3 separate regions of the Pan troglodytes genome follow, and all the other regions are linked to region 3. Evidence: chromatin contacts called from public Hi-C and HiChIP or PLAC-seq data. All regions are on one chromosome and are shown on one strand. Each heading gives the region's core, a stretch centred on a gene start, on an enhancer-like site or on the middle of the called end of the contact. The rest is flanking DNA. Distances are from core to core; before and after follow the strand shown.

The links. Hi-C and Micro-C count contacts between places; a contact is called where the count stands out from the background. HiChIP or PLAC-seq counts read pairs in DNA pulled down with a chosen protein or histone mark.
Region 1: an H3K4me3 HiChIP or PLAC-seq map of stem cell-derived excitatory neurons shows a contact between it and region 3, with 4 times the contacts expected there. The contact joins the promoter of CFAP298 here to the promoter of EVA1C in region 3. A contact is called at or near these places in 1 of 7 Hi-C or Micro-C datasets (induced pluripotent stem cells) and 1 of 1 datasets of contacts at active chromatin or transcription factors (stem cell-derived excitatory neurons).
Region 2: a Hi-C map of stem cell-derived neural progenitor cells shows a contact between it and region 3, with 1.9 times the contacts expected there. The contact joins the enhancer-like site here to the promoter of EVA1C in region 3. A contact is called at or near these places in 2 of 7 Hi-C or Micro-C datasets (blood and stem cell-derived neural progenitor cells) and 1 of 1 datasets of contacts at active chromatin or transcription factors (stem cell-derived excitatory neurons).

The regions. Positions count from the first base shown.
Region 1 is chr22:33,320,620-33,324,325 of NHGRI_mPanTro3-v2.0_pri, reverse strand. It overlaps CFAP298 (cilia and flagella associated protein 298), which reads left to right and starts at 1,258. Exons shown (of 7, transcript NM_001350328.1): 1 at 1,258-1,779. The coding sequence starts at 1,641.
Region 2 is chr22:33,277,127-33,280,656 of NHGRI_mPanTro3-v2.0_pri, reverse strand. No RefSeq gene overlaps it. Among named protein-coding and RNA genes, the nearest start is that of TCP10L, 16 kb to the left of the region's middle. Within about 2 kb of position 1,871, at least 11 of the 24 cell types and tissues checked have an H3K27ac peak or open chromatin away from gene starts, as enhancers often do. A contact at or near this core is called in stem cell-derived neural progenitor cells, where this site is marked.
Region 3 is chr22:33,120,101-33,123,817 of NHGRI_mPanTro3-v2.0_pri, reverse strand. It overlaps EVA1C (eva-1 homolog C), which reads right to left and starts at 2,199. Exons shown (of 8, transcript NM_001071812.2): 1 at 2,040-2,199. The coding sequence starts at 2,199.

The DNA.
Region 1 (3,706 bases), core at 9-2,508, 200 kb before region 3:
TTCCCAGTATCCGGGGGGGAGAGGATCATATTACTTCCAATATCGCAGGGTGTGTACACCCCCTCTGTTATCTTGTTGCTAACATCCAGGTTTGGGGAGGAAAACATTACTCCCAATATCACAGGGGGAGTACACCCCCCCGTGACCTTGTTAGTAATTTCCTGGGTGGAGAGGATGACATTACTCTCAATATCGCAGGGGTGTACACCCCACTGTGATATTTTTCTAAATATTCAGGGCGGGAGACGATAATATTACTCCCAATATCGCAGAAGGTGTACATTCCCTGACCATCAAACATAAGAAGTCCAACAACCTGTTTAGTTTTCTTTAGATCTGTATTTGAATTTGTATTGTCCGTTTGTTTATTTATTATTTTTGAGACACAGTCTCACTCTGTCGCCAAGGCTGGAGGGTAATGGCGCGATCTAGGCTCACTGCAACCTCCGCCTCCCGGGTTCAGGCAATTCTCCCACCTCAGGCTCCCTAGTAGCTGGAATTACTGGCACGCGCCACTACGTTCGGCTAATTTTTGTATTTTTAGTAGAGAAGGGGTTTCACCATGTTGGCCAGGCTGCTTTCGAACTCCTGACCTCAGGTGATCCGCCCTCCTCGGCCTCCCTAAGTGTTGGGATTACACGCGTGAGCCACCGCTCCCGGCCTGTCCATTTATTTTTGTTTTCTTTTTGTCACACTAAAATATAAGCTCCATGAGTGCAGTGACTCTGGATCTGTGGGGCCCGGAATAAACAGCGACTGACGCCGACTGCCTTCAGCAAGAGTCCGCTGGAGGATGGCTGGATATTTCCGGGAGGGTCGCTCTGGCAGGAGCCGCTGGAGCTACCCTAGCAACGCCATCCAAATCAACCTGAACGAAGAAGTGCGGACACTCGCCCTGGCCCCTCCGTCCTGAAAAGCTGACCCGCGCAAACAGCAGCGAACAGCAAGACTCAGTTCTAGGTCGCTGCCGCCAAACTTTCCCAGGCCGGAAACAGCGTGGAAACGTTGCCGGAAGTGGAGACTGAAAGCGGCGGAAGGGACGCTGGAATGTGGAGCGGTTGTGGGGCGGCTGCTGCGGAACTCGGCGATTGTGGTTCCTGCCGTACTTCCCGTTCCTCATCTAGTAACTCCCATCTCAGCCCACGTATCTCCCTGAGTGGAAATCTCGGGCCCCAGACCAGTCGATTGGGAGGTCCGCCCTCCCCTTCAGCGACTTGGTCTGTGTTTTGGCAGTTGCCCCGACAACAGTCACTTCCGGGAAGGGGCTCTGCGAATCTCCTTCCGCGGGTCCGCTCAGAATCAGCTGTCCTCTCAGACTGTGTGGGTGGTTTCCCCGGCCGCAGCTCCGTACGGGCGTGGATTGCTGGGCCTCGGTGCACCCCAGCCTCCCCCACTCGGGTTCTGAGCTTGAGCTGGCGGCTCTTTTTAACTCTGCTTCACTGTTGCTCTTGGCAACATCCACTTCCGGGAGCGAGTGCAGTTTCCCCCGCTCACCGCGGTCTAGGGAGCGTGGGATTCCGGACTCTGAGCGACTGTTAGTGCGTCGCCGCTGCTGGCGATCAGGCGACCCTCGGCCGGCAGGACCCGCGGGCCACGCAGCCCGGGCCTTCTCACCGCCTCAGTACCTCGGCGGGACCGCCATGGTTCTGCTGCACGTGAAGCGGGGCGACGAGAGCCAGTTCCTGCTGCAGGCGCCTGGGAGCACCGAGCTGGAGGAGCTCACGGTGCAGGTGGCCCGGGTCTATAATGGGCGGCTCAAGGTGCAGCGCCTCTGCTCAGGTGCGGCTCGCGGGTGGGCCCATCCAGGACAGATCGAGAGACCGGCGTGGGATGGAGAAAGAGGGGCAGGGTGGGCCGAGGGGTCAGGTTTGTGAAGATTATTGAAGAGATTTGCAGCAGCCGGGGTTGAAACGGGACACTAGGGTTAACCGGAGATGAATAAGGAACCGGAGAAGATCCGGCCTGTCTGACACCCCGGGCTGGGAGGTGGGCCCAGGTGCCTCTCGGAGCCAGGATTTGGGGTGCTGCGAATAAGTGGAAATGGGCTGGGGAGGGAGGAGGGAGCCGAAAGGCCGGGCTGAACAGCAGACTTAGTGCAATTAATCACGTGTGAGGGGTGAGATGAGAACTAGGTGGGCTTTTAAAAGCTGAATTTACTATTTTTAGTCGCCCGATGTAAAGCAGCGAGCCACCTGGCTTTGGGACGGCCCCTTACAGTTGAGGAAGCCTTGGTGATCTTTCCCCGCCCTGGAAACGGCCTCTTGCGTTGCGGCGCCGTCTCCCTACCCCGCGCAGGTTCCAGGGCACCCGCTTTGCCGCAGAACTTTCCGGCGGTGGAAGGGCCCCCATCTGTGCTGTCCATTGGGCAGCCGCCGGCCACTTGTGGCCGTAGAGCATTTGGAATGTGGCTAGTGCGGCCAGGCAACCGAATTTTACATTTGCATTTTAATTAATTAAATATATAAATATAAATAAATATTATATATAAATATAAATAAATATTATATATAAATATAAATAAATTATATATATATATATATGGTATGTGTGTGTGTGAGAGACAGGGTCTTACTGTTGCCCAAGCTGGAGTGCAGTGGCGCGATCTCTGCTCACTGCAACCTTCGCCTCCCGGGTTCAAGCTATTCTCCTGCCTCAGCCTCCCAAGTATCTGGGATTACAGGCACCCACCACCACGCCCAGCTAATATTTGTATCTTTAGTGGACACGGGGTTTCATCATGTTGGCCAGGCTGGTCTCGAACGCCTGACCTCAGGTGATCCGCCTGCCTCCGCCTCCCAAAGTGCTAGGATTACAAGTGTGATCCATCGCGTCTGGCTCATTTTAATTTAAATAAATTTAAATCGCCAAGTGGAGCGAGTAGCTGCCGCATTAGACAGCATAGTTTTTGAACTTGACGGGATGATACTTCCTGATGCGGTCTAGGATATTACTATTTATATAACTATCGTGTATATATAGAATATACAAACGTAACTATTTGCAATAAATAGTATATTCATTTATGTGATTTATTAAATTGCATGAATATGTGATTTATTATGAAATGTATTGATTACATTATATGAATATGTGAGTTTTGCACCGTGGAGAAATTCCTGAGGGTCATGGTTCTTTTCATGAAACTTATGTGTAGTTTCTTAATTGAGCTTCCAACACAAACTCAATATTAAATGTTATTTTTAAGTTAAAGCATTTGAGGAGAAAAGGAATTCATCTTCTTTTCCTATAACGTTATAAATTGGAAATGTGCTGAATGCTAAGAGTCACATTAGTGAACTTAAAATTCATGTATTTATTCTGCACCAGTGCTCAGCCTTCAGAAGACAAGGATGGGGCCGGGCGTGGTGGCTCACACGGGTAATCCTGACACTTTGAGAGGCTGAGGCGGGCGGATCACTTGAGCCTAGGAGTTCTAGACTAGCCTGGGCAACATGGTGAAACCCAGTCTCTACTAAAAATACAAAACGTGGTGACACATGCCTGTTGTCCCAGCTACTCGGGAGGCTGAGGCGTGAGAATCGCTTGAACCCGGGAGGCAATGCTGCAGTGAGCTGAGATCGCTGCAGTGAGCTGAGATCGCGCCACTGCACTCCTGCCTGGGTGACAGAGGGAGACCCTGTCTCAAAGAAAAAAAAGACAAGGATGAATAAGACCAGTACCATGCCCCCGTGTCAAAGGCCCAGGC
Region 2 (3,530 bases), core at 622-3,121, 160 kb before region 3:
TGAAAATGTATCAGTATCCTTACCGTCCTCTACAACCAACTCAAGAGTCTTCTAGTTCTGATTCTCCTCCCCGATCTCTCATGTCATTGTGTTGGCTTCTGCCAGGATTTTTACTCTAAGTTGTCTTTACCCTCAGCATTAGTTATGATTATTACTGTGGCGTTTACATAGCCAGTGTTTACTTTAAACTTTTTAAATTTATGCAGAATTTGGGGCGCTTCTTTCCCGTTTCTTGGGCACAATTTCCTTCTACTTGAGGGCATGAAGAGATGGGGGCAATCAACCCTTTCAATTTTGGCTCATCTGAAAATGTCCTTTGTTTTGCCTTGTTCATGAGTGATCATTCATCCTGATGCCCCTTCTGACCCCTCATCCCGTAGCTATTCAATGGTCACCATGTGGCAGGCATTGTTTTAGGGCTAGGGAATCAGCAATGAGCACATTTGTAAAAAGTTCTTATTTCATGACATTTTATTGGAGGGAAGCACTTTTATGTTATGGACATGGTTTATTTCCTTAAACCTCATGAACCAATCTCTGCTACTTTCAAACTTTTCTTCTGTAGCTTTCTCACTCCTCTCAGCCTTTGTGGAACTGAGGAGAGTTCCTTGCTCTGGAGTAGGCTTTGGCCTGAGGGAACGCTGTGGCTGGTTTGATCTATCTAGACCACTGTAATAAGGCTGTTTCGCTTTCTTGTCATTCATGTGTTCACTAGAGCAGCACTTTTAATTTCCTTTAAGAGGTTTTTCTTTGCATTCACAACTGGGCTAACTCCTGGGTGCAAAAGGCCTTGCTTTCAGCCTATCTCAACTTGGAACAGGCTTTCCCCACTAAGCTTAATCATCTCTAGCTTTCGATTTAAAGTGAGAGATGTGTGTCTCTTCCTTTTACTTGAACACTTAGAGGCCGTTGTAGGTTATTAATGGTGTAATCCCACAATTGCGTTTCAGGGAACAGGGAGGCCTGAGGGGAGGGAGAGAGATGGGGGGCAGCTGGTCATTGGAGCACTCGGAACACACGTGACATTTATTACGTTTTCTGTCTTACGTGGGTGCGGTCGTTGGTTCCCCAAAACAATTACAAAGTAAAATCAAAGATCACTGATTACAGATCACCATGACGGATATAATGATAATGAAAAAATTCGAAATATTACAAGAATTAAAAATATGACACAGAGATATGAAGTGAACACAAGCTGTTGGAAAAATGGCACCCATAGAGGTGCCCCAACAGAGTTGCCACAAACTTTCAATTTGTAAAAAAAGTGCAGTATCTGCGAGGCACGATAGAGCAAGGCGCAATAAAACGAGGTCCACCTGTGCGCGCAACCCCCTCACAGGGAGGCTGTAAACACAACGCAGGAACATCATGAATAGGCCCGTTCTGAGCACTGGGCTACAGAGGGCGCTGTTCGGTAAACAGGTCACTTCGCTGCACAAAGCCGCTCACAGTACATCTCTGAAGTAACGCGCTCAGATTTTAACTTTTCAACCTGTGCCGTGCCACAAACTGGGTCACTGAAAACCGCGGAAGTTTATTCCCCCCCGACCAGGGGGGCTGCGCCCTCAGGGAGCTGAGCGGTCCCCGTGAGGCCCCTTCGCTGCCTGCACAGTTCAGCTGTGCCGTCCCCAGCGCGGCAGTCCCTGGACCTGGTGTGCAGAGGAATCGTGGTAAGAAATGTGCACACATCATCCAGACAGACGGTCCCGTGAGTCTGTCCAACAGAAAAGAGGAAGGCGAGGCGGAGTCCTGAAGGCGAGGCTTGCAGAGGCGGGAGAACCAGGCGGAAGGCCACGGGCCTGCCGGGCTCCCGGCAGCGACGGGGGCGGCGCCCTCAACACGCCGGCGCCGTAGGAAGGCCGAGTCTGTGTTCGCGCTGCCTGCGGTGTGTGGCAGCTGCGCGCTCCTTACCTGTGGGGCAGAGTTGGCCGGAGCCACTGCCTGAAGAAACTCGGCTCTGTCCTCTGTTCCGGGGAGCGGAATGCGGCCAGTGGACGTGAGTTCCTTCCGTTGCCTTCCGCAGCCCACAGCTAAGTCACTCTGATGAGCATCTCGCAGGCCTGCGCTTCTGCTTCTCGTTGCCTTCTAGGCGGTTCTGACTTTGACACCCCTTTCCTCCTCTGCTTGTGCCCTCGAATCCTACGTTAGGGAAATGGGGACCCTGTTTTGAAACAAAATGAGAAAGAATCATAACCTTCAACTTCAGAACACTTCAAAGTCAGTAGAACCTGTAAGGAAATACAACAACATTCTGACTATCTTCTATAGATTGACAGCATTAAAAGACGCTGTAAAATAATGTAATTGTATAAAAAGAAAAGAAAAAATAATGGCAATAAGAAAAACGTTCTCAATTTTACTATTAAAAATTTAGTAATAGAAAACTTTATTCACAGAAATTCATACAGAAACCCAACGTGAATAATAGATAAAGTTCAGTTGTGTTTGTCAACTTGCAAAACCCACCACCTCGCAGGTGGACCCTGAGGAGATGGTGGGTGATAAAATCTAATCTTCATCAAGGATGTTGGATAACCAGGAAAAAGCAGCTGTATGTTAATAAAGCTGTATTGCCTGTCCTTCTTTACAACTGCACTTTAATTAGATATTTACATTTTGCCTTTATGAATATATAGGCAAATGTTTTTCCTGTATTTTCCTTGATGAAACATGTTTAGATATTCATTTGACTTCTTTCTTTCTCATTATTCCCTTTATTTCATTTAAGATGTATACTCGTATTGAGCTCAGATCTCTGAACTCTTCCTCTTAATAAACAAACCTTCTACCTCTTTTAGTTCATTAAATCTATTTTAATCTTTCCTTGACAGTGATTTTATAAACAATGGTTGTTTATCGGAGAAAATAATATCTGGACTAGAAGAAGTGTCAATGAGATTAGTTTTACAAACTATCAAGTCAGTTATCTAACTTGCTAAGTGCTGTCCAAGTTAGATAACTAGATAACTAGTAATTTAATAACACTACAGAAACATCGTGTTGTCTACCTTTATAAAAAATTATTCCAAATAATTATGTCATTTGTTTTCATTTGAAGAATACATAGTACAGACAGTTAAGCTAATGATTACACTCATGGAAGCTGACAATTCAGAATGGGCAGTGTGATAATGTAAGATTAATTTTTCAAATATTTTAAAGTTTCTATTAAATATTTAAAAATTATACACCAACTGGGTCTTAAGATGGCCAACTCGATGCTGCTGGGAAGTGTGGCTCCCATGGAGAGAGGCCGAGATTTTGACTAAATCAACATAATTTCAACAGATCTTTGTAAAGAAGATGCTGAATGTGGATGTAGAAAAGATGCAGACCCTGAGGCTGAAGAGGGAGGAAGCTGGAAACTCCGTGCGGGTAACTGAATGCTAAGGCTGCTTCCTGGCCTCCAGCGGTGTCTGAGGAAAGGGTAAGTGAAGGGACTTGGAGACTGGAGACCTCACACGCACCACGGACATTTGAGCTGGTAGGTGGATGTCTTCAGAGATTAGACAGAGACAGAGCTGCCA
Region 3 (3,717 bases), core at 950-3,449:
AGGGAGGGCGGCTAAAATCCAAGTCAAATGAGCCAACTTTGGAAGATGATCTTTCTTTCTCCCTGAGATTTTTCTAATATTTCCCTGACCTCACATGATATAGAATTAAGTTTTAAACTTAAGTGCATCAGTGGTTTGGGAGAACATTATAATTCTTTTCTTCTCCCCAAAAGGCTTCTGACATGTTCTGCCTAATCTTCAGATCTCTGGAGAGCATCACTGATGAGAGGAAAAATGGGGGCTCGATGTGGGTGGCAATATCACCACCTACTGCTGGCTCAGGGAGTTTGAAACCCTGGAATTTAGGTTCGTATGGAAAGCAGAAGAAAATGCCTTTTATCATTTATACTATTTAGAATAACATGTATCAAATCATTCATTTTACTAAGGAGTTGATAGCTCAACTCCACTGTATGTAACAGTTGCTAGATACAGACAATTCCAAACTTGGGTGGTAATCTATAGACTGTTACAAGTATTGCAACTGCTTCCCTAAAGCAACAGAACTCTAAGTGTCTATAATCTGTGAAAACAATCTAATGGTTACACTGCAATTTGCCTAAAGCAATATTTGTTCAGTTGCAATGATGTCACAAACACAAAAAGGCTTGTCAGTTTTCAATTATTTCCTTAGAATTCAGAGCTAGATGGTGGCTGAACTCAGAACTGCTTTCCATAGCTCAAATCAGCTAATACAGAGCTTTTCTAGCAGCCAAGAAAGTTCTAGTAGTACAAAAAAAAAAAAGTTAATAGCACTTGAAAAGTCTGATGCATTTCCCCAGAACTCTTACCACAGAGTTCTGATCCTGGGATGCTTGATTTTAAGGGCCATGGGTGGCTTGCCAAATGGGCTTATCTTGGCTTCCTTTGCTAGGTAGGAATACTGCCTTGATATTACATATTCAAAGCAAAGAACCTCTGACCTAAGGGCTCTCCACTAACAATGACATTCTCTGTAAGTAAACTAGAACCCCAACTCAACTTCTGGTTTGCCCTTGTTCTTTGCTATGTACTAGCCTACTGCACAAACAGGACTGAGGAGGACTCCCTTTACCACCATTATGTTGCAAAAGACTCTGCACTGCAGGACCCGATAGGGACTGACTGTGCAAAGCCTGAACTTGGCAGAAGATCCCTGGAGAAGGAGGAGTATGGGGCTCAGAGCTGCTCCCTAAGCTGGGCTGGGGAAGGCTGAAGGCCTCCAGCCTTGCCAGAGGGAGATCCAGGTGTGCTTCAGCGGCAAGGACATGTGTTACCTTAAGCAACTGCAGCGCTAACTTAAGCATGTGCTCCCATGGCTATCGTCAACCTAGAAATCCCTTTCACTTTGGGGCGTCACACCTGTAAGCTCAGAACTATCTGGGATCCGCTGCGAGAGCCTGGATCACGATTCCCAAAAAGAAAAGCCTCCTAGTTTATTCGAGAGTAGGAAGTCATTATTTTCTGTGAAGGAAACTGGAATTGGAGAGGGAGGACCCTGGTACACTTTGGCAGAGAGGCTCCTCTCTCTTATCTAAGTATCTCCTCATCCCTCACTGCCTTTCCACCAGACCTCCAGTCCCCGCGGGCTTCCCTTTCTACCTGCCATGTGGACTCGAGGTCCAGTGTCCCCTGGGCTAGTCTCCTTACATGGGCAAACGGGCTACGCGGGTGACAAACGCGGTGCAACGCCTCCGACCACAACACGTGTATTTTACAGGGCTGGGCGCGGCACAGGGCTCAGTTTAAGGAGCCTCCATAGAACGAGCGTGGCTCAGGACCAGGTCCCTAATGCTAGGAAACTGACGAGGTCAACAGCAGGGTGAGAAACTCTGAATACATTACACACCCTTCCTTCTTGGGAGTGGCAGTCCCCCGTCGCCACTTCACTTGCAGCCACCTATATGCCAAGGGCTCACACCAGACAAGACAAGTGTCTGTGAGCCTGCCTCAACTTTAATCCTACCCCGCCGTGTCCACTGGGGCGGCTGCCCCCAGTCGAGGGCTCACCTGGGCGCTCCGCGGTGCCGGGGGCACACAGCCAGGGAGGGCGCTCTTACCAGAGAAGTCGGTGAGCGCTGAGATCTCTTTGGAGCAGACCAGGACAGTGCAGTAGAAGAGGCGCAGGAGCTGCCCCGGCGGCTCTACCTGCCGGCGGAGGCCGGGATGCTGCACGGGCTGGGGCGTCGGCGGTTGGCGTGCGGGTCCCGGCAGAAGCATGGTGCGCTGCGCGGCGGGGCGGAGGCGCAGGCCCGGGACGCGCTGGGGGTCGCAGGGCTAAGGACGGCGTCACATGGCGGGGAGAATCGATGGCCAGCGGCTCCGCGGCCCCCCGCCGCCTCCCTGCCCAGGCTGCCAGAGCCTCCTCCCCTGCGCGGGCCAGCCCAGGCGCCCCAGCAAAGGGGAGGGGGCGGAGAACTGGGGCGGGGCGAGGATCCCCGAAAAGGATCCGCGTAGTTTCCCCGAGAGGAAATCTCCGTTGCCGCCGTGCCGGAGGAAGCGAGGGGGGCCGTAGGGAAAGCGCAGCCTTCGCGCGCCCCGCGGCTGCCCAGGCCGATCCCTGGCGCGCTGCCCACCGCGGAGGGCGCCCCCAGTAGCGCGCCCCGGGCCGCGCACCTTGAGCGCCTTCCACACCCGGGAAACAGCCGGGCACCCGTGGCCCTGCCCGCGCTGGCCGGGTGCCAGCCTCGCCCTGGCGGCAGAAGGAGCGCGGCCGGTGCCCGTGACGCACTTTGGAGCCAGCGCCGCGCGTGCAGCTGGGGCGCCCCCGGGGCGGGGCCGATCGGGGGCCGCAGGAAGGTGGGGTCCTGGAGGCGTGGGATCGCACCGCTGCCATCCCCGCCACCCGCCGCGCGCCACGTGCAGTCACCCGGCACATACAGTTATCGCCATTTCACAGAAGCGGAGACTGAGCCCCGGCGCCGTGCCCAAGCTCTCGCAGCCAGGACGGCGACGAGCTGGAGGTCTCAAAACCGGTCAGATGGCTCCGGAGCCGGGATCTTTAGCTCCAGCTCGGCTTCCTTTGGGTGCTGGTTGTCCGCAGCGCTGGGGGATCTGACACTGCACCGGCGCAAACAGCCGCCGAGCGCTAATAATTGGGCTTTGTTTTAAAGTGGGCCACAGCATCTTTCTGAACCTCTAGACTGTGTGCGGGGTGACCCACGTTCGGACGCCCAGCCAGTGGCCTAGGAGTGGCCTGCGTAGCCCCAACTCAAGGGTATCGAGGACAAGTGCGCGAGGGGCTCCGTGGCTGCTTGCCGGGTGCGGGTACCTGGCGCCCAGCGACCCAAACCCTATGGACCGCGCGGGGCCGGCGGAAGGGAGGAGGGCGGGCGCTAGGCACACAGTGTTCCCGAACCCGGCGGGAGGTCCTGCCAAGTTCGCGGCGGGCGTGACGCGGAAACGTAGATAATGAGGCCCAGGGCGGGGCCGGACGCACTGCCCCGCGGGCTCCAGAGCTGCGAACGCCCCGGAGTGTGCAGGGAGGCCTGCAGAAAGAAAATGCGGCTGAGGGTCCCCGTGGGACCCACTCAGAGGTGGGCCGTAAAGATCCCGGAAGGGTGGATGGCATTAGATACCACCTAGTACTCCAGCAGGGGCTGGGTCACCGAATTGGGATCTCGGCCTCTTCTTCCAGTCTGGGGAAAGGTGTGTTAAATGCTAAACATCAGTGTTTATCGAGTGAGGCCCAGCCTGTCTGGCATAATGATTTTTAAAATCTACATTCAAATATTAAAT